Linked DNA regions of Mus musculus: all the other regions are linked to region 3. The links are chromatin contacts, called in public ChIA-PET, Hi-C, HiChIP or PLAC-seq and Micro-C maps. All regions are on one chromosome and are shown on one strand. The core of a region is the stretch at or near the end of the contact, and the rest is flanking DNA. Distances in the headings are between cores, read along the strand shown. Region 1 holds the start of Prkar2b (protein kinase, cAMP dependent regulatory, type II beta). Region 2 has its middle 39 kb from the start of Gm33308. Region 3 holds the start of Cbll1 (Casitas B-lineage lymphoma-like 1). Region 4 holds the start of Pik3cg (phosphatidylinositol-4,5-bisphosphate 3-kinase catalytic subunit gamma). Region 5 has its middle 25 kb from the start of Gm40374. Region 6 has its middle 4.3 kb from the start of Gm40374. Region 7 holds the start of Ccdc71l (coiled-coil domain containing 71 like).

The links. A called contact is a pair of places that touch in the nucleus more often than the background predicts. ChIA-PET counts read pairs in DNA pulled down with a chosen protein or histone mark. HiChIP or PLAC-seq counts read pairs in DNA pulled down with a chosen protein or histone mark.
Region 1: a contact with region 3 is called in a Micro-C map of embryonic stem cells, with 5 times the contacts expected there. The contact joins the promoter of Prkar2b here to the promoter of Cbll1 in region 3. A contact is called at or near these places in 8 of 39 promoter capture datasets (the 3T3-L1 cell line, embryonic stem cells, frontonasal cranial neural crest and 3 more), 4 of 484 Hi-C or Micro-C datasets (embryonic stem cells, olfactory sensory neurons and uterus) and 1 of 115 datasets of contacts at active chromatin or transcription factors (embryonic stem cells).
Region 2: an H3K4me3 HiChIP or PLAC-seq map of pro-B cells shows a contact between it and region 3, with 9 times the contacts expected there. The contact joins the enhancer-like site here to the promoter of Cbll1 in region 3. A contact is called at or near these places in 3 of 39 promoter capture datasets (embryonic stem cells, neutrophils and pre-B cells), 3 of 115 datasets of contacts at active chromatin or transcription factors (large pre-B cells, microglia and pro-B cells) and 2 of 9 other capture datasets (adipose tissue and liver).
Region 4: a contact with region 3 is called in an H3K4me3 HiChIP or PLAC-seq map of pro-B cells, with 4 times the contacts expected there. The contact joins the promoter of Pik3cg here to the promoter of Cbll1 in region 3. A contact is called at or near these places in 2 of 39 promoter capture datasets (embryonic stem cells and pre-B cells), 2 of 484 Hi-C or Micro-C datasets (CD4 T cells and granulocyte-monocyte progenitors), 7 of 115 datasets of contacts at active chromatin or transcription factors (T-cell acute lymphoblastic leukemia, double positive thymocytes, effector CD8 T cells and 4 more) and 1 of 9 other capture datasets (liver).
Region 5: an RNA polymerase II ChIA-PET map of memory CD8 T cells shows a contact between it and region 3, with 9 read pairs. The contact joins the enhancer-like site here to the promoter of Cbll1 in region 3. A contact is called at or near these places in 3 of 39 promoter capture datasets (the 3T3-L1 cell line, pre-B cells and second pharyngeal arch cranial neural crest) and 3 of 115 datasets of contacts at active chromatin or transcription factors (effector CD8 T cells, large pre-B cells and memory CD8 T cells).
Region 6: a Hi-C map of the G1E-ER4 cell line shows a contact between it and region 3, with 2.8 times the contacts expected there. The contact joins the enhancer-like site here to the promoter of Cbll1 in region 3. A contact is called at or near these places in 2 of 39 promoter capture datasets (the 3T3-L1 cell line and hippocampal neurons), 2 of 484 Hi-C or Micro-C datasets (the G1E-ER4 cell line and the N1E-115 cell line) and 1 of 115 datasets of contacts at active chromatin or transcription factors (astrocytes).
Region 7: a contact with region 3 is called in a Hi-C map of natural killer cells, with 19 times the contacts expected there. The contact joins the promoter of Ccdc71l here to the promoter of Cbll1 in region 3. A contact is called at or near these places in 3 of 39 promoter capture datasets (hippocampal neurons, liver and pre-B cells), 9 of 484 Hi-C or Micro-C datasets (CD4 T cells, CD8 T cells, the G1E-ER4 cell line and 4 more), 4 of 115 datasets of contacts at active chromatin or transcription factors (astrocytes, memory CD8 T cells, pancreatic cancer cells and 1 more) and 2 of 9 other capture datasets (adipose tissue and liver).

The regions. Positions count from the first base shown.
Region 1 is chr12:32,059,655-32,062,864 of GRCm38.p6, reverse strand. It overlaps Prkar2b (protein kinase, cAMP dependent regulatory, type II beta), which reads left to right and starts at 1,588. Exons shown (of 11, transcript NM_011158.4): 1 at 1,588-2,083. The coding sequence starts at 1,783. Gm51992 (a long non-coding RNA gene) reads left to right here. Exons shown (of 3, transcript XR_003950224.1): 3 at 582-646.
Region 2 is chr12:32,283,076-32,286,512 of GRCm38.p6, reverse strand. No RefSeq gene overlaps it. Among named protein-coding and RNA genes, the nearest start is that of Gm33308, 39 kb to the right of the region's middle. Within about 2 kb of position 1,277, at least 31 of the 459 cell types and tissues checked have an H3K27ac peak or open chromatin away from gene starts, as enhancers often do. A contact at or near this core is called in pro-B cells, where this site is marked.
Region 3 is chr12:31,498,112-31,501,705 of GRCm38.p6, reverse strand. Cbll1 (Casitas B-lineage lymphoma-like 1) reads left to right here and starts at 2,090. Exons shown (of 6, transcript NM_001253847.1): 1 at 2,090-2,183. The coding sequence starts at 2,171. Gm40362 (a long non-coding RNA gene) reads right to left here and starts at 2,086. Exons shown (of 2, transcript XR_872643.3): 1 at 1,860-2,086.
Region 4 is chr12:32,207,197-32,210,385 of GRCm38.p6, reverse strand. It overlaps Pik3cg (phosphatidylinositol-4,5-bisphosphate 3-kinase catalytic subunit gamma), which reads left to right and starts at 1,727. Exons shown (of 11, transcript NM_001146200.2): 1 at 1,727-1,868.
Region 5 is chr12:32,167,076-32,170,593 of GRCm38.p6, reverse strand. No RefSeq gene overlaps it. Among named protein-coding and RNA genes, the nearest start is that of Gm40374, 25 kb to the right of the region's middle. Within about 2 kb of position 1,698, at least 68 of the 459 cell types and tissues checked have an H3K27ac peak or open chromatin away from gene starts, as enhancers often do. A contact at or near this core is called in effector CD8 T cells and memory CD8 T cells, where this site is marked.
Region 6 is chr12:32,137,256-32,140,909 of GRCm38.p6, reverse strand. No RefSeq gene overlaps it. Among named protein-coding and RNA genes, the nearest start is that of Gm40374, 4.3 kb to the left of the region's middle. Within about 2 kb of position 2,344, at least 36 of the 459 cell types and tissues checked have an H3K27ac peak or open chromatin away from gene starts, as enhancers often do. A contact at or near this core is called in the G1E-ER4 cell line, where this site is marked.
Region 7 is chr12:32,377,085-32,380,487 of GRCm38.p6, reverse strand. Ccdc71l (coiled-coil domain containing 71 like) reads right to left here and starts at 1,699. Exons shown (of 1, transcript NM_001162903.1): 1 at 1-1,699. The coding sequence starts at 1,504. The coding sequence ends at 848.

The DNA of each region.
Region 1 (3,210 bases), core at 339-2,838, 560 kb before region 3:
CACTTTCAGAAAATAAAATGTATGTGGTCAGAAGTTGTAGCCAAAAGAAAAGATGAGTGTTTGCTGCCGGAAGGAGGCTCCTTTCTCTTCCCCACTTTCCTGTTAGCTGACTTAGAGGAAATGACTGGAGGTGGAGGAGCCACAAAGCCAGAATTACACAGCAATGAGCTTGAATGAGCGAGGATTCTTGATCGACATTGAGGACCGCAACGATAAAATCCCATCTTAACTAGTATTCTTTGCATTTTCTGCTGAGCAGTAGGGAGAAACATGATAGAAATACATCTTAGATTATTGGATCTGCAAAACATTTCGGTAGAGAACTTGACTAATACTGTGTTCCATATGGCCTCATGTGAAGACCACATTTTTCTGAGTTTATTTCTTATACACCACACAATTACAATTTAGAAGTATGTTATTTTAAAAAAAACACACACCAGTATTATTATTATGAGGTTAAGAAACTGAACTTGAGAAATGAATTCCCTTATGAAAAAAAAAGATAAATAAACATTGTAAACAAATGGGTAAGAAGCAATTTTTAAAAAATAAAACGAAATGATATTTTTGATTTCTAGGTTTTGGGTTTCGTGAGTCACATATTTTCCTTATGTGTGGGCAGAAAGGTAAGTGAGAACAACTAAGGAAATAAAATAAAACTCAATAAATAAATAAAACTTAAGAATAAAATAAAACTCAAGTGAGTTTGCACTTGGACTGCTTTACAATGAAATGGGCATCGTAGAAAATAAAGTATGCATATTTATACAGCGTTTAATTTGGCAAAAGATAAATTTTTCTGTTTCAAAATTCTCAGAATAGGCTCGTTTTAAAGACAAGGGTTTTCTTTAAAAAGCACAAATGTGTAGTTCTCTTTTCCTTTTTATTGCTATATTCAAATTTTGGAGATTTAATTGAAGTGACGCAAAGTGTCAGGAAAGGTTTTAAAAATAAGCAACAAGAGGCTAATCAGGTAACACACCCTTAGTTGTCTGTCCAGCTGCCCTGACTACCCTGTATCCTGTCTTGAAGGATCAACTAACTTTGTTAAGTGCTACACAATAAATGCGGCCTTTGTCTCAGTAACCAGTAGGAAATGTACTAAGCAGAGTGTGGCAGAGCATCTGTAAGGCAAACCATCACAGCCACGAGGCTAAAAGGCGGAATTAAAGAAAATTTTGTGACAGACAAGTGGCAGCATCTCTTTTATCCAGAAGAGAACCAGTAGGGCTGTGCGACTAACAAAAGACACCACGCACGTTTCTCTTGGGGTTGGATTCTAGGAAAAGGAAAAGCCACCAAGGTGGAGGCTGAAGTTTCAGCAGGAATTGCGCCGCACCAACTCTGCGTGGGACAGGGAGAAAGGTGCGTGGGATTCGCTCAGGGAGCTCAGGTGGAGCGCGCGGCCTCAGCCCCACGCCCCAGGCTCAGGCTGCCTCCACCCTGGGGCCACTTGAGAGGCGGCAGTGCTCCCGCCCGCCGGGTTGCCATGGTTTCCGGGGATCACGTGGGCGCGCGGGCGGAGGCGGGGCGCCGGGCGGGGGGCGGCGCAGCGGCGGCGGGAGCAGGAGCGGGAGGAGCTGGAGATGCTGCCAACCCTCCCCGGGCTGTGCTCGCTCTGCTGCTGCCGCCGCACGGAGCAGCCTCGCCGGGGGCCCAGTGCGCCGCGCTCGCAGCCGGTAGCGCCCGGGGCGCTCGCTCGGGAGCCGCGCAGCCCGAGACCGGACCGCGGATAGGGGGCGAGGGCGGCGTCCAGGCGCCTCGGCGTGCACGGGCAGGATGAGCATCGAGATCCCCGCGGGGCTCACGGAGCTGCTGCAGGGCTTCACGGTGGAGGTGCTGAGGCACCAGCCCGCCGACCTGCTGGAGTTCGCGCTGCAGCACTTCACGCGGCTGCAGCAGGAGAACGAGCGCAAGGGCGCCGCGCGCTTCGGCCATGAGGGCAGGACCTGGGGGGACGCGGGCGCAGCCGCCGGGGGCGGCATCCCCAGTAAGGGTGTCAACTTCGCCGAGGAGCCCATGCGCTCCGACTCCGAGAACGGCGAGGAGGAGGAGGCCGCGGAAGCAGGGGCGTTCAACGGTGAGGACCGGCCCCCTCGCGCCCTGAGCCCCGGCCGCCGCGTCCGCCTCACTCTCGAACCCCGCCTCGCTCTTGAACCCCGGGCTGAGCTCCCCACCTTCCCCGTGCTCTCCACCTTCCCATTACGCCCACCCCCTCAGCACCCATTTCGGTCGCTCCCACTCGCCCACCTTCCTACTCAGCTCTCTTGTCATGCCCTCCCTTTCTCTGGAGGTGGGGAAAGGAGAGGTTGCGCTCCCGCTGCCCCTCTGTCACCTCTCTTTCCGGGGCGATTTAGGGTGGGCATCTTGCTGGATCGTTAACTTTCCCGTGGTTGGAGATGTCTCAGGCTCCGGGAGTACCATTGTGCATGAAGGGCGCTTGGCGGCCTCTTTTCAGCCCTTTAGATTTATTAATGGAGTGTTCTGGGAGAAAGGGCGAAGCATGTAGGACTCAGTGAGAAGAGTGTGAAATCGGACTCGCTGAGGTAAAACAAATTAACGATAATAGCTGTGACATTCTTGGAATACGAATAATTTATTTTCCAGTTTTTCCAATACCATGTGGTGGCGATATTTTTGGACATATAACAAAGGAGCATATTTAGCCTGATACCTAGGGGGTCTTTGGCATGAGGAAATAGGCCAATGATTTTCTTTCTTTAAAAAAAAAGATACAAAACATATATTGAATGATTTTGATGTTCTTTTTAAAGTGTGTGGAAAAAAAAATAACACCATGGGAAGTTCTAAGAGCTTTGTCAGTTGTCTTAATGAAAAGCCAGCCAGCATCTAAGGACCACGCCAGACACTGAAGCTAGAGAGAATGAATGGGAGAGAAAGGGATTGTTTTAAATAGCTGCTTTTGGCGAGTCCCACCCCTTATGCTTCCCACCTCTCCCTGACACACCAGACACACATGCGTGTTTACACAATATGACCAAACCCCAGGTTTTGCAGGAGCCCGGGCTGAAATGCCGTGGTGTGCAAATGGACAAGTATTTTCCTTGGTGGTGTGAGGCGAGCATGCATGCAGCTTTTATTTGTTGATGCTGCTGGTGTGGGATTTGTGTGTCCACAATGCCTTTCACACAGTGAAAACACTAAAGGGCCATTCACTTCATTTCCCTTACGCCCTCCTCCCAGGAA
Region 2 (3,437 bases), core at 28-2,527, 790 kb before region 3:
TCTACTAAAGAGAAAAGCAATAATCAATCCTACCCAGCTATAAATGCTCAGAGCTCTGATAAGGGCCTGGAACGACATGCCCACTGGTGCAACAGTGTCACCAGAGTAACCTGTCACTTTTTATTGAATATAAAGCCAGCTCTAGCAGATGGAACCCATACCTGACCTTTTTAATGAAGCCATGAACCTGCAGCTTAAGAGAGGGAAACCTACTACTCTTTTTCTTCTAAATAGACATAACAATAAACTGATTCCTACTGACTTACTGCTCTCCCCATAGACCAGAGCATCTCTCAGCTCTCACCAGAAGAGTTTCTTGCAGTGATGGCAATTCATGGAGACCACCTCTGGCCAATGTTCATAGAATAGAGACTTAAGAGTGCCCAGCCCACTCAAAGCTTAGGGATGTAAGTGGAACAGGGGAGAAAAGATGCTAAGAGCTAAAAGATGGTGGGTAGCTTCAAAAAAGCCAGTGTTCTCCAGACACAATAGGGCAAATACCCACTCAGCAATGTACAAGTTAAGTCAGAAAAATCCCAGTACAGAGAAGAGGAGATAGGCATGATGTTTCAACACTAGTCAGGAGCTATTGGTATTTAATTGCTACTGGAGAGGGGAAATAGGTTTTCTTTAATGGTGTAACACCTGGTATGTTGACCACACTTCATGGCAGACCCCACTCTCAGGCGTAGTCAGTCAGCCAACACAAACTAGACTCACATGGGGGCAAGGAGAACATGAAGTGTGGTGGGTAGAAATATGGGGGAGGATCTTGGAGGAGTTAGGAGAGGGGTGTGAGTATGATTAAAATACATTGTGTGGATTTCTCCAATAATTAACAAAAATATTATTTTAAAGAATAACAGAACGAAAGAGTTAAAACTAGCAGGTACTGACTCAATAAAGCTTTTAATGTTATCTATGTGTTAAAGATGCAAAGCTTTTCTTTTAAAGATTTATTTATTAAGTGTATGAGTGTTCTGTTTACATGTATTTAAGTTCATCACCTGCATCCCTTGTGCCCAGGAGGCCAGAAGAGGATGCCAAATCCCCTGGTACAGAAGACCATTACAGGTAGTCATGTGGATGCTGTGACCTGAAACTGGATTGGAAGAACAAGCCAATGCCATCTCCCCAGCTCTACAAGGCTTTTATTTTAAAAAGCAAAGTTATTCTAGACTTGAACTACAAAACTGCAGAAGTCAGCCACACACTTCCTCCTGTGGTCTCTTCTCTGTAGGTGATCACACCCTCATAGCCTTCTCTCACTGTTGCTCTGCAACCACAGCTATGGTTTCTTATCCTTTAGCTACACGGAAGAAACTACCAGCCCCTGGGGAATGCTGACTTACCCCATGTCAAGGGACACACAATAAAATGTCCACCCCAGGGACTGTAATGCAGGGAGAAAACTCTTCTTTTCCTGACTTTTATAGTTTTGAAGGGCACAGCCTGACTTTCCAGTTCGGTCCATTTAAACAAAAGGCAACTGCAAAGATAAACATGATGAGAATGTGGCCAGGAACTGGACACAATCAAAATGAAATCAGGAGAGGGAGAATCGTGTTTGGAGCAGACTGCCTTTGCAGGGATGGAAAGGTGGACCTTGTCATCGCCTCGTTTTCATCTGTCTGCTCCTAACAGCGTTCTCACCCCAACTGTGGTAGTTAATGCTGTCAACTTGACAAGATGTAAAATCAAGCCTCCAGGTACACCTGTGAGGAATTAAATAGATTTAGGTTTACTGAGGTGTGAAGAGTCACCTTAATCGTGGGCAGTTCCCATCTATAGGCTAGGATCCTAGACCTACCCAACCCCCTCTCTCCCTCCCTGCCTCTTTACCTCCATGACTGCCTCCCTCCTCCCTCTCTCCCTCTTCCTTCTTTCTGTTAATGGGATGTGGCCAGATGACTCCCTTGTCATGAAGGACTGAACCCTGAAACTGTAAACTAAACTTAACTCTTCTCCCCTTAAGTCCTTTTAGTCATATGACAAAACAAGTGCCCGGTTCAACTTCCTAAGCACAGACAACCTTGTCTGCAGCAGAGCCCCAAGGTGCTGAAATCTAGAAGCAGGGTTGTGAGAAGAAAGGTCAATCACTAATTGCTTCCTAATAGAAATAAGATGGGGGCTGAAGAGGCTCACTGATAAAGAGCACTGGCTTCTCCTCCAGAGGACCTGGGTTCAATTCCCAGCTCACACTTCTGGCCTCTGAAGGAGCTTCATGCACATGGTGCACTGACGCTTTCTGGCAAACACCCATAGATGAAATAAAATAATAAAATGGACACCCACCCCTACCTTCAAGATAATCCAGAGCAGTCATTCTGTCCATGTGATGAGGCCAGAGGTGCAGCTGCCTCCTGCCTCTTCCACACTCACCTCCCATCTCTGCCTCTTCTTCAGAGCTGTGCTCCACATAACCAAGGGGCCAGTTTAAAGGCTGAGCTCAAGTCTGGTATGCTGCAGAGAGAATCCAACCTTCCTAGAACTTTCCCACCAGCGGTGTCATCAGATGAGTGTGGGAGGGGCTGTTTCCAGCCAGGCTGCTCAACTCCTCCATTACTAGTGTGGGACCCAAAGGTGAGGATATTTATACTGAAATTAGTACTGTTATCAATCAGACTAATGAGGTTAGAGGTATTGCTCTTGCTAGTCTCATCCCCTGCCTTCCCAGGGTTCTGGCTCTGCATCCTCCCATCTCCAAGCACCAGGACTTCATGAATTTTATTCTGTTTTTGACTGGCAGCCTCTAAAAGTCCCAATCGCTATTTCTAAAAACAGAGTTCCCAAAATCCCACAATACAGAAAAGTGGAGCAAGTATAGTTACTTAATGTACTGATTTAAAGATAAGTCCTACTGGCATTTTTGTGTATCTTTCCAGGTGTGTGTGTGTGTGTGTGTGTGTGTGTGTCAGTATCTATATTCTAGTGCTATCATTATTTCAATTTTTTTACATAAGCAGCACTTACTAATGGAAATCCTCTCAGTAGTGTCCAGGTCTGTGGCACGCTCTTTCTGCTCTTTCCAGATAGGTTTCTTTTATTCTTAGAAATAAAAGCAGTGTCAAGCCAGGAAGAATATTCAGCCAGTAAAATCACTTGTTGCACAAGTCTGACAGCATCAGTTAAATCCCAGGAACCCACATAAGAAGCCAGATGCAGTGGTGCACATCTGTAATCTCATCACTTCTACAAGATGATACCTGGAGTCAGGAGGATCTGCTAGAAGCTCCCATAAGCAGCACAGCCACAGAAACAAATGGGACCCTGCCACACACCAACTGCTGTAAAATTGTCCCATGACTTCCATCCACCCTGTGCTGTGACACACTGCTGCACACACACACACACACACACACACACACACGCACATGCACCACACAGATACACACACACACACACCACATACACACACACACACAATAAACAAATAA
Region 3 (3,594 bases), core at 841-3,340:
GTATTAATAGTCATTAGTATTACTATCATTAACCTATTTTTTTAATCAATCTCCAGTTTGATGGGGGTGGTGGCTATCAAGTACTTCCTGGGTAAAAGCCAGCTCTTAGGCAATCTAAGGTGTTGTATAACCAGAGGCTTTCAGCACCAGATGTATAAAGTGAAGCACGACCTCTCCAGGGTATGGCTGAGGGTAAGGTTTTCATTGTAGCTATGAGGGGGAGCACAGCCAGAGGCATCTGCGTGAGCCCTGAGCAGGAAGAGGAAGTAGTAGACCAAACATGGCCAGAGGTTTGGACCCAGCCACGAGAGGAAATAGGGACAAGAGAGGAAAATGAGAATGAGAGAGGGGAGGGGAAGAAGGGAAGGAGGGAGGGAAAGAGACGAGGGAAAGACAAATGCCAGGGTTATACAGAAAAGCAAAGCCTGGGGGGGGGGGGGAGGGAAGCCCATGAGCTGAAGTGTAGGGTCCACGGGGCTGAGAGGAGCCACTGGTACTTATGATATTGTGATACTGAGGAAGCCTCCTGGAGGCCAGCAAGTACGCACCACACTTAGCCATTTGTCCCAGTTCCTTCTGTAGCAGACAGTGGTTAAATAGCCCAGCGCATCAGCCCTAGATTGAGAGACATACCAGTACCCAACCCCACCCGACTAATTCCAGCAACTGAAAAATTATGAAAAACACCCCGTAGTACAGAAACTTACATTTTTAACAACAACAAAACCAAAAGGATATCGACTTAGAAATGTCCTTATTTGAGTGTACCTACAACCTTGTTTGTAAAGCCGCAATGAGTGGGAGTCTTGGAAAAGACCACAATTAAGACAATCACTAAATAACATGGTATACTTACACTAGGATCACTGCAGTGTTAGTCACCGTTGTTACTGTGCAACGCACACAACACATTGCTACACATACTTGATTCAGAATTGAGTACTGTGAAAATATTTTTAAGAAAGGCCAACATAATAATGTTTTATTGATCTAGGAACTCTGGCACTGAAAGCGTGAACAACCCAAGGTAACGATGTCGTCACCAAGGGACAAGCATAGAGCCCAAATCCCTTGACTCCTAGGCTGATGTTTTCCACTAATTGTGTTCCTTTCTACTCATACGAGAGCTTCAAGTGTGAAGGGCTGGGGAAGGCAGAAGACCTATTATGAGCCAAATCGAGGTGGGGGGTGCTCTGAAGGTCTTCAGCAGTCGCCGTTGACACTCTTCTTTGTTTTGGCTGAGCAAGATGAAAGCGGCAACCACAGACCCCAGGGACCAAGAACTGGAACTAGGTACCGCCTGTTGTGGTAACTCTCTTTTCTTCAGTCGGGGCCTGCCCTTTCTCATCTCTTCCTTCTAGTCAAGCTCTAACGCTCTCCCTCCGACTCCATCGGTCCCTATCTTCCCTCCTTCACCCCCTTTGCACACAACTGCTTTGTATTTTCGTTGAACGGGGACCTCCTGGTGCTCCCTCCAGCTTTAGCAGGGATTCCAGGAGCCTGGTGGTGTTCTCTAGAGCCATGGGCTAGTTAGCATTGTAACACGCGATTCAGTTGAGAAACTACGGTGGGAGCCAGGGCAAACGCGCGTGTCGAGTGGGCGTTGGGGTTCCTCAGGACAAAGCACAATTAGACAATGAGGACCTTGCCTCCCTCCCGGACGCCTAACACAGCTTCCCTCGGGCACCCACGGAGCGTGCGTGTTTACACTTCTCTACACCCGGCGGCGGATCCGGGGGGCATTCCAAACCGTTACTCCGCCCGCTGGGGTGGGACCAGCCCAACGGCTGAGACTGCGCTCTGGGCGGACTACAAATCCCAGAAGGCCTCGCGCCGCAGGGGGGCGGGCGGCGGCTTACCTGCCTGCCGCGCTTCCCTTTGGTTCCTATTGCTTTCTCACTGCGAGAAGTATCATTCCTACAGCTGAGGGCTGCCTCTGGGGAGAACTAGCAGCCTCGACACCAAAACCCTCGTGTTCCCCCTCTTCCCGCCTCAGTCCTGGCTATGTCTGACTCCTTCGCCGGAGTCGGGTGCTACGGCTAGGGAGGGAAGCCCGTGAGAGCAGTTCGGGCGCACTTCCGCCTCTGCGCTCCGGAAGGTAGGGCGCAGGCGCTTACTGCGACTCCGGAGCGACTGACTTCCGTTCCCACTGTGCCCCGCGAGCCGAATCATGGATCACACTGGTAAGGAGGCGGAGGCAGCGGGGGTCCTAGTTTCTTGCCCCCGTGGCTCGTGTGGGACTGGTCGCCCAGCAGGCACAAGGGGCTATGCTCGCCCCACTGCGCCGGGACGTGGCGGAGAGGAAGCAAGCTCAGACCCGGTCCCGGGCTGAGTCTGCTGCTTCCCGGCCTACCCTCCGGAGCGGTGCCTCCATCCTGGAGACCGGCAGCACGGCTCCTTTGGTGCCGCTGAGCTCGTTTCGGGACCCTCCTCCGCGCAGACTTGTTGGAAAGGGAGGGTCCCAGTTTTGTTTTTGTTTTTGTTCTCATTCCGGTTGCTTTGCACTTTTGCTGGGGAAATAGGCGGGCGTTTTCCACTCTCGGAATTGGAGAAGCGTCCGGACTCTGGGCGAGAGTGGGTTGGAGACTTCCTGCTGCCTCTCGGCTTCGGGCGGCTGCTGCAGTGGTCACCGCCTGTGGTTATTGTCTTGTTGGCTTTTCGCGGACTAGTGGTTAGAGAAGAGAGTCGGATATAGTTTTCGAAGTTATAAGCGGAGCATCTTTTCTACCGGAACTCAAAGCATGCCCGGTCCTTCGGCCGTGGTCCTTTCGCATCTTTTGGGGACATCGCATATTACGAGTAGCTTCAAACCTCATTTCTGCTGGCTTCGTTTTCTTGGTTTTAGTTTTAGCACTTGGCTTTGAGTGCTTCAGACAGTTTTATCGCCAAGCAGGAGGAAAGGCTTTTTCTTTAGGAATTGACTGAGTGCGCCCAGTCTTCAAACACTAAGTTATATAATTGCATGCAGATACTTGTAGGCTTGGAGATAGAATGGTGGAATGGTAAACAATAAGACTACGTTCTTGTCTTCGAGTTTTCATTCTGTCAAAGGAGACAAGCAGATTGGTTTCTTCTTTAACAGCTGTTTACAATTTGTGGTGAGAACTTTTAGAAACAGGTGCTTGCCGGGCAGTGGTGGCGCACGCCTTTGATCTCAGCACTTGGGAGGCAGAGGCAGGCGAATTTCTAAGTTTGAGGCAAGCCTGGTCTACAGAGTGAGTTCCAGGACAGCCAGGACTACACAGAGAAACCCTGTCTCGAAAAACCAAAAAAAAAAAAAAAAGAAAAGAAAAGAAAAGAGAGAGAAATGAATGCCCATGGAGTAGGAAGTTTCAGAGTGCCAGGGAAAGGTGTTTTTGGAATGGTAGGAAGGTATAGAGAGGACCAAATGTCGGTAGACTAGTTAGCTTTAAGTTGAGAAGGAGAACACAAATTACCTTTTTCAGGACTTTGAAAATCATGATAAAGGGTTTAAGTGGCTATGAAGCAACAATTTTGACTCTTCTATGGAGAATGGTGTAGGAGAGGAACAACAGAAGTAAGTATAAATCATCTATGGGTGGTTGCAGTGCCACAGAGGGAGGCTCAGTTTAG
Region 4 (3,189 bases), core at 478-2,977, 710 kb before region 3:
AGCATTTCTGAAAGCGTGCATATGCATGTGTGTGTAAAGCTGGAAAGCTGAGAATTAGTCAGCTCACAGTCCCCTCAGGTCAGCGTCCCCTCTGAAGAGCCCTACTCACTTCACCTGCTGTCAGGGCCCCCCCAAACACACACACACACACACACACACACACTGAGTGAAGCATAACTTGGTAAGTCTTCCCCCCTAAACAATTCAAGCTACCCTGAGACTTGTAAAGATACCAACCTCTCAAGGAAGTATGCTTACATAGAAATATGCTTTGGAAAGCTGAAATACCCCCTTTACATATCTGAAATTCAGCAGCCTTTGAATCAAGACTTGACCACTGCTATTGACTCTTAAACCACTATTTTAAAGCTAAGACCCAAAGGACTTTATCTTTTATGTACTGTTTTCCTTGTTGCTGTGACAAAGCATCCAACAGAAGCAATTTAAGGCAGAACGGGAGTTATTTTGGTTCCCAATTTGAGGGTACAGTGCATCGTGGCAGGAAAGTCATGCCGGCAGGATCATAGAGCAGCTGCTAACATTGCATCTGCCATCAGGAAGCAGATGAACAGGGCCTGCCGTTCTCTGGCTTTCTCCCATCCAGAACTGCAGCTCCCATGTTTAGAGTGGACCTTTATATACTTCACCTAAGCCAGTCTAGAGACAGGCTTATAGGGATGCACAGAGATTTGTCTCTTAGATTCCAGATCCTGTCACGTTTACAATCTGTACGAACCATCACAAGGACTGTGTGAGAGGAAATAGAACAGGTCAGAGACTCTATCTCAATATCCACGAAGCTCAAAGAAACTCATGAGGCTGTGCTTCGGAGGGCTGTGTGAGGCTCCTCTATCCTTCTTGCTGTTCCAGCTGGAATCCTTGACAGCCTAGTGGGGGAGAATAAGCCCTGGTATAGAGACCCCTGGAACAGGGGACGACTGGCTATGCTTAGGGTTGTAGAAGGAATTGAGGTTACTTGGAAAATATAGGACTGCTTTAAGAAGAATTCAGAGCCTGCCTCCTCCCTGTTCTCCAAGCCTGTGGAAACTGGAAGCCATCTCTCAGTGATTACCTGCCTGGAGCAGGCAGTTTCTAGCTCCCTAATGTCGCCAGGAGAGCAATGTCCTCCTGTTTTGTCTGACTAATTCATTTTCACACACACACACACACACACACACACACACACTCAGCATATCAGCAACAGGCACACACATTGCATGCTGCAGGACTTTCAGTTTGTGATATTTTGAGACTTGAATGGTCTAGAAGGGAGGCAGGGGGAGGTCTCACCAATGTAAGGAAGTGAGTTCCCAGGCTTTGCTCTTGCAAGCATCCAGACTGAGCCCAACAGTCCACAGTTACAACACACACACACACACACACACACACACACACACACTAGGGCTTATTCGAATTCTCAAAGGGAAATAGATTTCACTACAAGCAATCCAATACTGTGGCTACGCAGCCCTTTCTTCTACTTATTGCTAGCTACACACACGCTTCATTTGTTTATGCCTTGGGTATATTTTTGGTTTGTCTGAGTCTCTCACAATCTTTGAAGAGTTAATTCAAAGAGTGAGAGAAATAGTAAGGCAAACACCGTTCTCTGTTCCGCTCTGCTCTGTGTGTGCTTCAGCAGGAAATGCATTTCTGACACTTTTAAAATGAGCAATCACATGTATAATCAACTTGGTTAAAACTTCCTTCCTGGTAACTGCAACACTTCCTCTGCATCTGGATATGAAGGGAGCCCCAGAAAAGAGGAAGAGACGAGGTGCCCCGGGTAGGTCTAGATTCGTTTTTTTTTTTTTTTTCCTAAAGTAAACAAATGATCCTCCTCCGCATCACCTCCAGGGCTGCCTCAGGTACGACTGCTTTCTGTTGTTTGCTCTTTGCTTGGTATGACTTGGAACAGTAACACCTTCCTTCTCAGCTAGAATCTTTTTGTCTGGATCCATTGCCGGTTCAAGCTGAGCCAACCCCCGAGCGTCTGAGTTTCCTTGTCTCGGCGCGCTTAGACTGTGTACATCCACAAAGTTCCGTCCAGCAAGGGCTTGCAGGTGCACTAGTTCTTTCTGTTTTTGTTTGTGCGGAAAGGGGCGGCCACAGAGCCCGTGACGGACAGGCTCCAGAGTCGACCAAGTGCTTGCTTGGGAATTCTGTCCAGACAGTGTTTTTGTAAGAGGACAAAGCTACTTAGTCCCAGCCATGAGGAAACCCAGTGAGTATTTGGTCAGCCTTTTCTCTTCTGTACCTTGTATCGTGCTATATAGCGTGAGTTCCTGCTGTCACTGAGGCAGATAACTGAGTTATATTTGTATGCTTAAATTTGGACATGTTTTATTTTAAGTTCATGTCAGTATCAAAATAGTTTATGGTTCTTTTCTTTGTTGGTTATTCTATACTATACCAAAAGACCAAAGTGAATGCTTTAAGCTACCAAGCAACAGTTGTTTGGGACAGTTGGTTTCATTTATTTACTAAGTATAGCTTCATTATATTTTAAAAGGAGGGAGAATTGACTTTTAAAATAGTTTAACCCAAGAATTGTACATAAGTTGAGATCCAATGTAACTTGTCTTTTATAGCTTTTAATCAAGATCTCCTTTGGGGTATATAATTAACACTCCACTGTTCTTCAGGAAAAACTAATTATGGATCTCATTAACATCAATTAGAGAGTAAATGATATTTTCTGAAATATTTTGTTTCAATATTTGAATGTGGTTTAGAATATAATGTAGTACCAATGTAGCAATGTTAAATATTAAAATCAAAATTTTTATGAATCATTTTTATGGATTATTTTTTAGTTTTGGAACTCTGAGCATTTCAGTCATTAGTTGATGGGTTCATAGTTATGCTTAAATACCTTGTAGAGGGCAAATACCTAAATATAGGTAATATGATGGGAACAAATTTGTAAATTCCTGCTATGGAGATGAAAATATTAGGACATAAGGAAACTGAATTATTGTTTCGGGTCATGGGAGGGCAGGAATCACGTCTTCTACTGTGTCCCCTCTAAAGCAGAGGCAGGCCAAACCAACTGGCTCAGTTAAAATTACCTAAAAGTTCATATTGGTAAAGTCCATGTATGTTAGCACCTCCCCCTGCCCTAATATAGCAGTGATAGCTGGAATGCTCTGCATTCCATGACCAAAATGGTATGTGTGGGGACACGGC
Region 5 (3,518 bases), core at 449-2,948, 670 kb before region 3:
TGCGCACACACACACACACTAAAATAATAATAATAATAAAAGAGAATAAAAATAGTCACCATACTTCTTTATAATAACTAAAATTTGCAAACAGCCCTTAAAGTCTCTCTACAGGAGATCAATTAGCTAAGTGCCATTGAATTAAGAGCTGGGGATGTGGCTCTAATTGATAGTGCTTGCCTAGAGTGCACACAAGTGAGGCTTCAACCACTTGCCCTGAATAAACTAGATATGATGGTGCACACCTCTAATCCCAACGTGAAAGTTAAGGGCAGGAGGACATTCTAGGTTATTCTCTAATACTTAAGGAGTTTGAGGCCAGCCTATGCTAGATACTCTGTCTCAAAAATCAATTTAAAAATGTAAGTGGTGGTAAGTATGTGCATACATAAAAAGTTTGGGAGTATATATATATATATATATATATATATATATACTCACACTGGTGTTTGTTTTTGTTTTTTTGTACTAGGGAATTGAATCTAAGGCCTTACACATGGAAGACAAACACTACCAATAAGCTGTATCTTCAGCCATTTTTATTTTTATTTTTATTTTTATTTCACTATATAGCCCTAAGTTACAGGGGCTTGCCTTGAACTCACACTGTAACCCAGGCAGACCTTGAGCTTGGGATCTTTCTGCCTCAGCCTCCTGAGTGTCTGGGAGCTATAGCTTATACTATTAATAGTGATAGTTTTTTCTGTGCATTAACTTTTTTTCATTTGGATTTGGGGACGTTTCGAGTTTCTTAACCAGGAGAAATTAATATTTTCATTTTCTGGGGAAAAAAGATGCATTCCAAATGACAATCGTCTCTTTGTCTCTTAACGTAGATCATGCTGCACTAAAAGCTCAAAGGGCGGCAGAGGGACTAAATTTGAAGGCCTTATTATCAAGCAGTGGCTTCAAAGCTATTGTTGGAAGTTGGGATTTGAAAACAGGGACCTTGAAATCTTCAGCCTTATCCCTACCTGATGGTGATCAGTCACTGCTAAAACTGGCCTTGATCTCTGTTCAACAATAGCAGTGCTTTGAAGAAGGTGCCACCTGCCACTAAGTCAGTCAGGAGAGTCCTGCTTGCTGCAGCTCTTCCCAACTGCAGACCTGGTGCTGCCTGTGTGGTCCTGCTGGGCTTTCCAGCTCGCATCTGAAGTCCCCTGAGGAGGTGCAAACAGCCTGTTTTCACTCCTTGTTAATGTCAGATTCTTTTCTAAGCATTTGCTCATTAACACAACTGAGTAAATCTTGCTGCCTGCTGCTTTAGTAGGAATTATCCCCTAAGCGGGGCTCGGTGTGGTTCTGAGTCAGGGGGCCTGTGGCCTATCAAGGGATGCAAGGCCACTTTGCAGTGTGGAGCAGCAAGCACCATGTGCCTCTCAGCAGAGGAACAATCGCCTGGCAATCGACCCCAGAATCTTCTAGTTTTACTTTAGAATTAAAATAGCTTCCTATTGTCTGGCAGAAAGCCACCCACCATTTCCGACCATTGCAAGGTTTATGGTTGAACAGTGCTTTCTGCAACCTGATGTGTTTGGTAGGTAAGTCTACACAAGTCCCCACTGCACACACACACACACACACACACACACACCACCTTTCCTCTGCACCATCACAAAGCACTTGTTCTGTTAAGCTACCAGCCCTGTGGCTACAAAGGGCTTCCCCTGAGGAAGTCTCATAGCCACAAAGAAGTACCAAACCCTTGACTACCCCCACCCCACCCCGTTCTCACCCCAGCTGTGCTCAGTCCACAGTTTCACAGTTCTAGACACCAGAGAAAACAGCCTCTCACTTTAAGAGCAACTCCTTCCTCAGGTACTAATTGCTCAACGTGAATGGACACATTTGCCGGCTTTCAGTAAGTAAATAGGCTTGGCGCCTTAAACCTCCAGAAATTTAAAAGATTCTGAATTCTTAACAGAGGAACCTTTAATGGCCAAGAAGCACTTAAGAAATATTCAACATCCTTAGCCATCAGGGAAATGCAAATCAAACGACTCTGAGACTCCATCTTACATCAGTCAGAGTGGCTAAGGTCAAAAACTCAAGTGACAGCAGATGCTGACAAGGATGTGGAACAAGGAGGAACACTCCTCCATTGCTGGTGGAAGTGCAAATTTGTACAACCACTCTGGAAATCAATTTGGCAGTTTTTCAGAAACTTTGGAATAGTTCTACTCTAAGACCCAGCTATACCACTCCTGGGCATATACTCTAAAGATGCCCCACTACAGCACAAGGGTATGTGCTCCACTATGATCATAGCAGCGTTATTCATAATAGCCAGAAACTAAAAACAACCTGATCCCCTCAACTGAAGAATGGATAAAGCAAATGTGGTACATTTACACAATGGAATACTATTCAGCTATTAAAAGCAAAGACATCATGAAATTTGCAGGCAAGTGAATGGATCTTGATATTCTCATGTTGACCCAAAGAAACTAAGTAACAAGGAGGCCCTTAGAAGCAGAAACAAAATAGTCATGGGTAGTGAATGGAGAGAAGGAACTGGGTGAGAGAGGGTGTGAGGAGGGGAACAGGGGTGAGGTTCAGATGTGGGGAGGGGGTGAAGGAGAGGGCTTGTAGTGAGAACAGAAATCGATGAGGAGCATCTCTGGAACTGGCTGGAGATCTTGGATGGAGGAAGCTCTGAGGAATCTATTGAGGTGATCCTAGCTGTGATTTCTATCAGTGGTAGATATGGAGACTGAAGTGGCCACTTCTTGTATCCAGGCAGGACTTCCAGTGGAGGGAAGGGGACATCAACCCACCCACAAAACCTTCTTCAACCCAAAATTTGTCCTACTTACAAAATGTGCAGGAATAAAGATAGAGCAGAGATTGAGGGAATGACCAACCAATGTCTGTCCCAACTTGAGACCCATCCCATGGGAGAGAGCCAGCCCCTGATGCTATTAATGATATTCTGTTATGGTTGCAGACAGGAGCCTAGTATAAGTGTCTCCTGAGAGGCTTCCTCCAGCAACTGATGGAAACAGATGCAGAGACCCACAGCCAAACATCAGGCAGAGGTAAAGAAACCTTGTGAAAGAGTGTGAGATAGAATTGAGCAAGCCAGACGGGTCAAGGACACCACAAGAAGACCTACAGAGTCAACTAACCTGGGCCCATTGGGGGCTCACGGTGACTGCCTCACCAGCCGAAGAGAATGCAGGGGCTGTACCTAGGCCCCCTACACATTTGGAGCAGATGTGCAGCTTGGTCTTCATGTGGGTTACTTAACAATCGAAATGGGGGCTGTCTCTGACTTTGTTGCCTGCCATTGGGTACCCTTCCCCTACCTGGACTGCCTGGTTGGGTCTCAGTAGAAGATTAGTCTTGCTGGGACTAGATGTCTCAGGCGGAGATGGTACTCAAAGGGGAGCTTCCCCTTCTCATCAGGGAAGGAGAGGGGACAATTGGGGGAGCGATTGGTAAGGGTGGGACTGGGAAGAGAATAGGGAGGGGCCTGAAATTGGGATACAAAATGAATAAATAAATTAATGAGGAAA
Region 6 (3,654 bases), core at 1,095-3,594, 640 kb before region 3:
GGAGGTAATTTTAAATATAATTTTTAATGTTAGTTTATTTTTCTATGTATGTGTGTGAATGTGTGTGCACCACATGCAGGAGCCCATGGAGGCCAAAAAAGGGCACATTAGACACCATAGAAGTAGGGTTACCAGTGGTTATGAGGGACCACATGGCTACTGGGAACCTAACACAGGCTCCTCAGCAAGAACAGCCTGTGCTCTTAACCACTGAGCCATTTCTTCAGCCTCAGAGCTATTTATTGAGAGAAGAAAGCTACCACTGTGTTAGGTTCTGTCTGACTAGAAATCTCTCCCCCAAGAAAACCAGCTATATCCAGTTACAACGTAGACAGCAGTTTCCCTGACTTTTCACAGAAACCAGGGAGAACTCTATTACATAAGCCAGAAGGTGAGGGGTAGCATCTGCCTTCTCACTAGACAGATGAGAGTCCCAAAACAGGAAGCTGGCTGGAGGGAAGAAGATGGGGAAACAAAGCTTCACTGAGAATGACCAGGTGTCCCTTGGCCCCACAGCTGGCGTATGGAAATGGTGGTGACATGTCCCATAAGAAAAAAAGTAGGTTTGCCCTCTAAGAGTAAAGTTAAGCCAAGACATAAGACAAGGAAAGCTGCCAGCTCTGAGACCTATACAATATGACTGCAATCTAATGTCTTAAACTACACGTCTTGGGGGCCTAGGGAGATGGCTAAGTGGTGATGAGTGCTTGCTACTTTTCCAAAAGACTGAGTTCAGTTCCCATCACCCAGGTCCAGAGGGTCACAACCACCTATAACAACTCCAGCTCCAGAGGACCCAAGGCCCTCTACCGGCCTCCTCGGGCACCCACACTCACGTGGCACGCATACACATAAATACAAATGGAATAAATCTTTAGAATACATGCTTTATGAGTTTAGGTAAGGTACATCCAGCCATCGGCATCCGCTTGGCACTGGAACACAGACAAGAGTGAGCCTGTGAGATTTCAGAGAGAAGGACTTGTCAGCCCTTGGACCAAAGTGAATTCATTAAGATGTAGATTGTACTCAGAGCCAGACTCAAGGTCGATTTCAGCTCTAATTTGAACTTTTACCGTAGATTCTAACCCAATGGGGAATTTTTTTTAATGAAAAAATTTGGTATCATTGCTCAAGGACAAATGTGGAATCCATGGTCCCGTTTTTCCTCCTCTGTAAAAGGGGGGAGGAGTCAAGTCCTCACTCTCTTCCAGCCACTGTTAGGATGACCACATGCCAGAAGATTCCCTGTAGACATGGTAGTGCCTTGAAGTTGAGTGTTGTGTTGAGCAGTGAGCCCTGCCTAGCCTTGACCCCATTCCTATGGGTCAAAACATTATGAGTCTGAACATTATGAATACCTGCCCCTGGTTCTCCTTTATATCCAGAAGAAAAGAAAAGGAAAAAAAAAAAAAAGGTTACCATAACTTCTGGCTGAAATAATGAAATGAGGACAGTTTTCCAGCAGCAGGAAATTGTCAGACGACATGAGCAGGGGAAGTGTCTAGTCAGGCCAGCAGCAAACCTTGGAAAAACTGGAAACGGGGAGAGGTGGGCTCAAGCAAATATCCAGCTTAGAAGGGGAAAGGAACTCAAAATGCCAGAGACCCCTCAAAGGGAGTGGGGAGCTTTTCAACTCCTGCGACTATGAGGGTTACAGGGGAGTGGTGGGCTGTGTATCAAGGTCGGAAAAAGACAAAGCTCTTGGTCTGAGTTTGCATAAATAGGGAAGAGTCAAAGAGAAGAAAATGGCTAAGAGCCTGAATTTGGACTAAAGTAAATTCCGTCAACATGATTAAATATACACAAGGCGCAGAGAGGAAGCAGGAGCCAGCACCCAGGCTCACCATAGGAGCCAAGCCACAAAGTGCTCACACAGTGAGTCTGTCTGGGGGCTGGGTAAAGGAAAGTCAGTCCAGAGGCCTGATGTCAACTCCACAGCAGCATACAGAAGCAAACATGAAATGTGTGCCAACACCAAATGGCCCCCAAGTCATCACCCACGGGTTTAACTCTTGCTTGTGCCGGGCAAAGTCAGACCCAAATGTCTGACTTCTGTGGATCTTCTTTATAGAATGTGTTTTTGATAATACCAGTTCCTCTTACCCTGTGAGGTTCTAAGAGTCAAATATAATGCCACAAATGAGGGAAAGATCAAGTATCTGATGTTCAGCTGGACAATTATGTCCCCTTCCCTCAAGAACACGTACGTGTTCGTATTGGATGAGCGAGCGCCAGGCCTGGCCTTGGTTTTCCTCACCTCCACCCACACCCCTCCCACCCCGAGCACACAGCTTTCTTCCTTCTTTGCAGCAAGCCAAGCTGTACCCCAGCTGTGGCCTGCCCATGCTTTTCTTCCTCTCTTCCCTCAGAGCCCTGCTCAGCAACAGCCTTATAGGTTCTGGGAGCCCAGCCCACTTCCCCCTGCTGAATTGCTGGGCTCCCCGCTTCCCTATAGATTACATCACTCCCTGGAAAACCGGCCTGGTGCAGCATCCTGGAAACAATCCACCTTGCGGCAGCCCAGCACAAAGGACAGATGCACCTTCTTTCCCGTGCTCCTTAGCTAACGAGGATGGTCGGGAAGGAGGAGTCTGCGCTAGTCTAGGCCCTTCTGGAGCTTTGTGGGGCTCTCTGGAAGCTCGCAGAAGTAGGCATAATGGCATCTGGGCCATTAGGTGGCATCTCAGAGGAAACCTCATTCTGTCTTTGTTCCTTCTCCACCTACTCAGGTAGCTGCCCAAGGCGTCTACTTGCCCTTTGCCCCAGCAAACATGTCCTAAACAAGACATGCGCAATGACCACATCAGTTTACCTGCCAGTGCGATGGGGAGATCTCATAAGACCACTGGATGAAGAGCTACAGGCAATTAATGGCTTTTGAGGGAATCAGTGTTTTCCAGGGATGAGTCCCTCGATAGGCTGGCCCAAGTGGTCAGCCCCAAACACATCTGAGCAATACTAAATGAACTTACTCAGGTGCATGCATGTATACATATATAAACATATACACATATATGTAAATAATGTGTATAAAACATTACAGAAGAAAAGATCATGCTTTTGAGAGGGCATGGAAAGAAGACAATGGAGGTGCAGTGGTTTGAATAAGAATGGTCAGCATAGGCTCATATATTTACTTAGTCATCAGGGAGTGACAACTATCTGGGAGAGATAGGAATTGCAGCCTCGGAGAGTATGTAGCCTTATTGGAGGAAGTGTGTCACTAGGGGTTGGGCTTTAAGATTTCAGAAACACAAACCAGGCCCAGTGTCTCTGTCTTCCTGCTGCCTGCAGATTCAAATGTAGAACTCCCAGCTCTTTCCCCAGCACTGTGACTGCTGAATGCAGCCATGATTCCTTCCACGGTGATGATGGGCAAAACCTCTGAAACTGTAAGCCAGCCCCCGTTAAATGCTTGCCTTGAAGAGTTGCCTTGGTCATGGTTCTCCCTGCAGTAATAGAATGCTGACTAAGACAGGGGTGGGGAGTGTAAATACAGCATCATGTATGAAGTTCTCAAATTTTACAAAGAAAAAAAGAAAGAGAAAAAGAAAAAGAAAAAGAAAGAGAGAGGGAAAAAAAGAAAAAGAAAAAGAAAAGGAAGAAGAAAAAGAAAAAGAAAAAGAAAAAGAAAAAGAAAAGGAAGAAGAA
Region 7 (3,403 bases), core at 450-2,949, 880 kb before region 3:
ATTTATTCAATTTTTATCACAAGCCATGTGGTTCAAAACACTTCAATTTTATTCAATTTAAATGAATAGAGTAAGTCAACTTTTTCTTAAACAAAACTTTTAAAGAATATTCTACCATTTTACTTAGGAGCTCAGTAAATATAAACTTTCAATATAAAACTTTATATATAAACACCTTAACCTTTTATTTTAAAGTTGTACTTTGCATCTCTTGTTAATCACTGAGCTCATGAAATTCAAAGCCATACAAATCCTTACATTAACAGTCATAAGCTTGAAACTCTTAAAAGACGACCTTGATCAAAGCTTTGGAATCCAGTAAAAATTAGAAAACGAGTGGCCTTCAGAATACCCTGAGCGTACACCAGCACTTCACCAGGAAACATAGTCGATCTTCTGTCCAGAAAGTGGGGCTGACAGTCAAAAAGAAAACAGAAGGGGAATCAGGAGCAAGTAAAATTCTGGCTGTATTACACAAGCACGAAAACAAAATTCCTTTGGAGAAAAAAATTTGTAAGTCTTCGGAGGTCTTCCAGACCGGTGAGGTAGAGTCCGAGAGGGAGAAAACGCACGTGTCCCTCCAGGTTCTGGAGACGTCTCCATCCGGGTTGGGAAGCAAAGGGACTTCTGTCGCGGGTCCGGCCGTCCCGTCTGGCCGCGGGCGTGGGGGCCGCACCTGTCCCGATCCTGGACCGCGGCGCCGCACCGCATCCAGGGGCCTAGTTCGCGCATAAAGTGCACCAAAGGGGGCCGGTTCTGTAAACATTCGACTGACATTGACATAAGTCCGTTCCAGCGCGCGGAAGCTTCCCCGGGCGGCGGCCGGCAGGAGGCGCCGCAGCGCGCATCACAGCCGGTGCACCGGGAAGCGGCGCAGCCTCACCACCGGGTCCAGGTCCACTCGCAGCACTTGGCTCGCCCTGCGCCGCGCCACCGCCAGGCTGCGCTCGCCCCACACGTCGTCGCCGACGCGGATGGTCGGGAAGCTGGTCAGCGTCGGGGTGGCCGCCCTCCAGATCTCCTCCAGGGTGCGGCCCCCGAAGCTGGATGCGGGAGGCCCGGGCTCCGCGGCCGCAGCGGCGGGGCGCGGCCTACGGGTGTCCGCGGCAGCCCGAGCTCCACGGCGCCTCCTCCTGGGCGTTGCGCGCGGGCGCGGCCGGCGCGCGGGGCGGCTGTCGGGCGCCGGGGGGTCGGGCACCAGTGCCCGGCACGAGGAGTAGCCGTAGACGTCCTTGCTGCGCAGGATGTGCGGGGAGAACTGGTGCTTGAGGCTGCAGAGGAAGCTCCAGAGCTCCGCTTCCGAGCTCATGAACTCCGTGCTGCTGGGCATGAAGAGCTTGAAGGCGTCGCCCAGCGCCTCCGTGCTTCCGGCCAGCGACAGTTGCGACCGCGAGTACACCACCTTCTCCTCCAGCGCCTCCAGCCCGGCCCCTCCTTCCGCTCCGTAGCCGCCGCCCCAGGCAGCCCGGGGCCGGCGCCGCCGCCTCTTCACGCCGCGTCGCATCAGAGGCCGCTCGGGACCGCCCGCCGTCCCTGTCCGCGCCCGGCTCGGCGGCGCTCGCCTGTGCTGGCGCCTTCCGCCCGGCGCTGCTAGCCTGTGCTGGCGCCTTCCGCCCGGCGCCGCTCGCTACTTTTCTCGCCTCGCCGCCCCTCCCCCTCGGGGCGGAGGACGCGCTGGTTGTCCTGTGGCCGGGCTAAAGATGGCGGCAGCGGCGGGCGCCCACCCCGGGGCTTTGTCATTGGACGGCGCCCGCCCCCTCCCCTGGCTTCTCTTTCTTCTCTTCTCTTGCCTCCTTTCGCCCTCAGCCTTTCTTTAAATGGGCCCGCCTTAGTCCCCGCCTCCCACGGCCTCAGCTCCTCCCATTGGGTGCTCTCCGAGTGAGGGGCGGGGACTGATGGGGGAGAGGCCAGTTCGTGGAACATGGTGGCTGTGGTGGGTGATGGTGAGGCCCTGGAAGGCCAGTCAACCATTGGGTGGATCCATGAGGGTTGCCCTGTCAAGAGAAGGAAGTGGGTGGGTGTGAGTGCCATGTTTGGGGGTGTCGTGGGTGATTGTGTTCAGCTGTGGGTTGAGCTGGGGAAGTCTACCAGTCTGAATAATGAGAGAGAACCCCAAGACTTGATAGTATAACAGCTGAGAGAGTTGGGTATAAACTAGAAGGGATGGGCATTTCATGAATCCCTTCTAAAGTCTCAAATCCTGCTTTGGCATCTTCATATGCTTTGCCTCTCTTGACCCCATCTTTTAAGAAAACTAAAAGTTCAGGCATTGATGACAGCTTCCTTCTGGGCAATGGAACCATCTTGGCACATTTAGGAGGTACAGGTCACTGGGAAAGAAAAGAGTTAATACTGTATGAACTAAAAAGTCTGCTCAAGTTGGACAAACAGCAATGGCAGCAAAGCTGTTCTGCTGAAAGAAAACATTTTTTTTAAATCAGAGTGCTATTCCACATTTCAGTTGGTATTAAATTGCCATTCGCAGCACCATCTCTATCCTTGATGTAGTATTCCACGTAATCAATAAGATTCTTTGAGAAGAATACATCCTTAAGAATGAATCACCTTTTGTATTTGGGAAGACAGTAGTAGACATCCTTTTTGTCAATTCCTCTATTCACTCTCAACTCGCTGCCTATTCACATAATAGGCGTTGAATGCATACCAAATGGATGTATGAAATAGCACTGCCTGTTTGAAATGGAGTGCAGCACTGAAATTGCTTAGAACAAGGTAATTATATATTTTGCATTTATATTGCAATTTTCTTTGAAGTCCTTTAAACTTCATTATTCCCCTTGCTGGGGATAGAACCCAGAGCTTCACACATATGAAGACTGCACCCTACTAGTGATCTATACCCTCCAGCCCCTAAGATTTCTGTAAAATAAGGTTTTTTTTTTTTAAATCTATGTCCTGGTGCTAGAATTTTCTTCAGTAAGTATCTTATTTTGCAGCACACAATGAATGCAATGCCAAATTTTTGTGATCTGCATACAGTTAAAATAGTTCCTTTAAATATTTGAGCTGAGACACACCTGGTTCAGTCTTCTTGTCGCACAGATGAGGGCAGTTTAGACCCACAGGAGTTTATTAAGACAGCTTGCTAACAGCAGGGTTGCTGCTATAGAGCTTTATGTCCCTAATCTAGAGATCTTTATATTTCACTGCTGGTTCTTCCACACTGTGTTGTGCTAACTAAATAGAAATGCTTTATGCATGTTCAGTGGCATGACCAAAAGACATAGCTGTATACCCCTGATCGTACTTCTCACCCACAACTAGGAAATTTTAATCTGTCCTGTACTGGACACGGATAATATTTTGTTTGAACCATATAACATTTTATTTAGTTTTAATAAAAGCTAAAAAAAAAAAAAGAATAAAAGAGAGAAACTTGCTT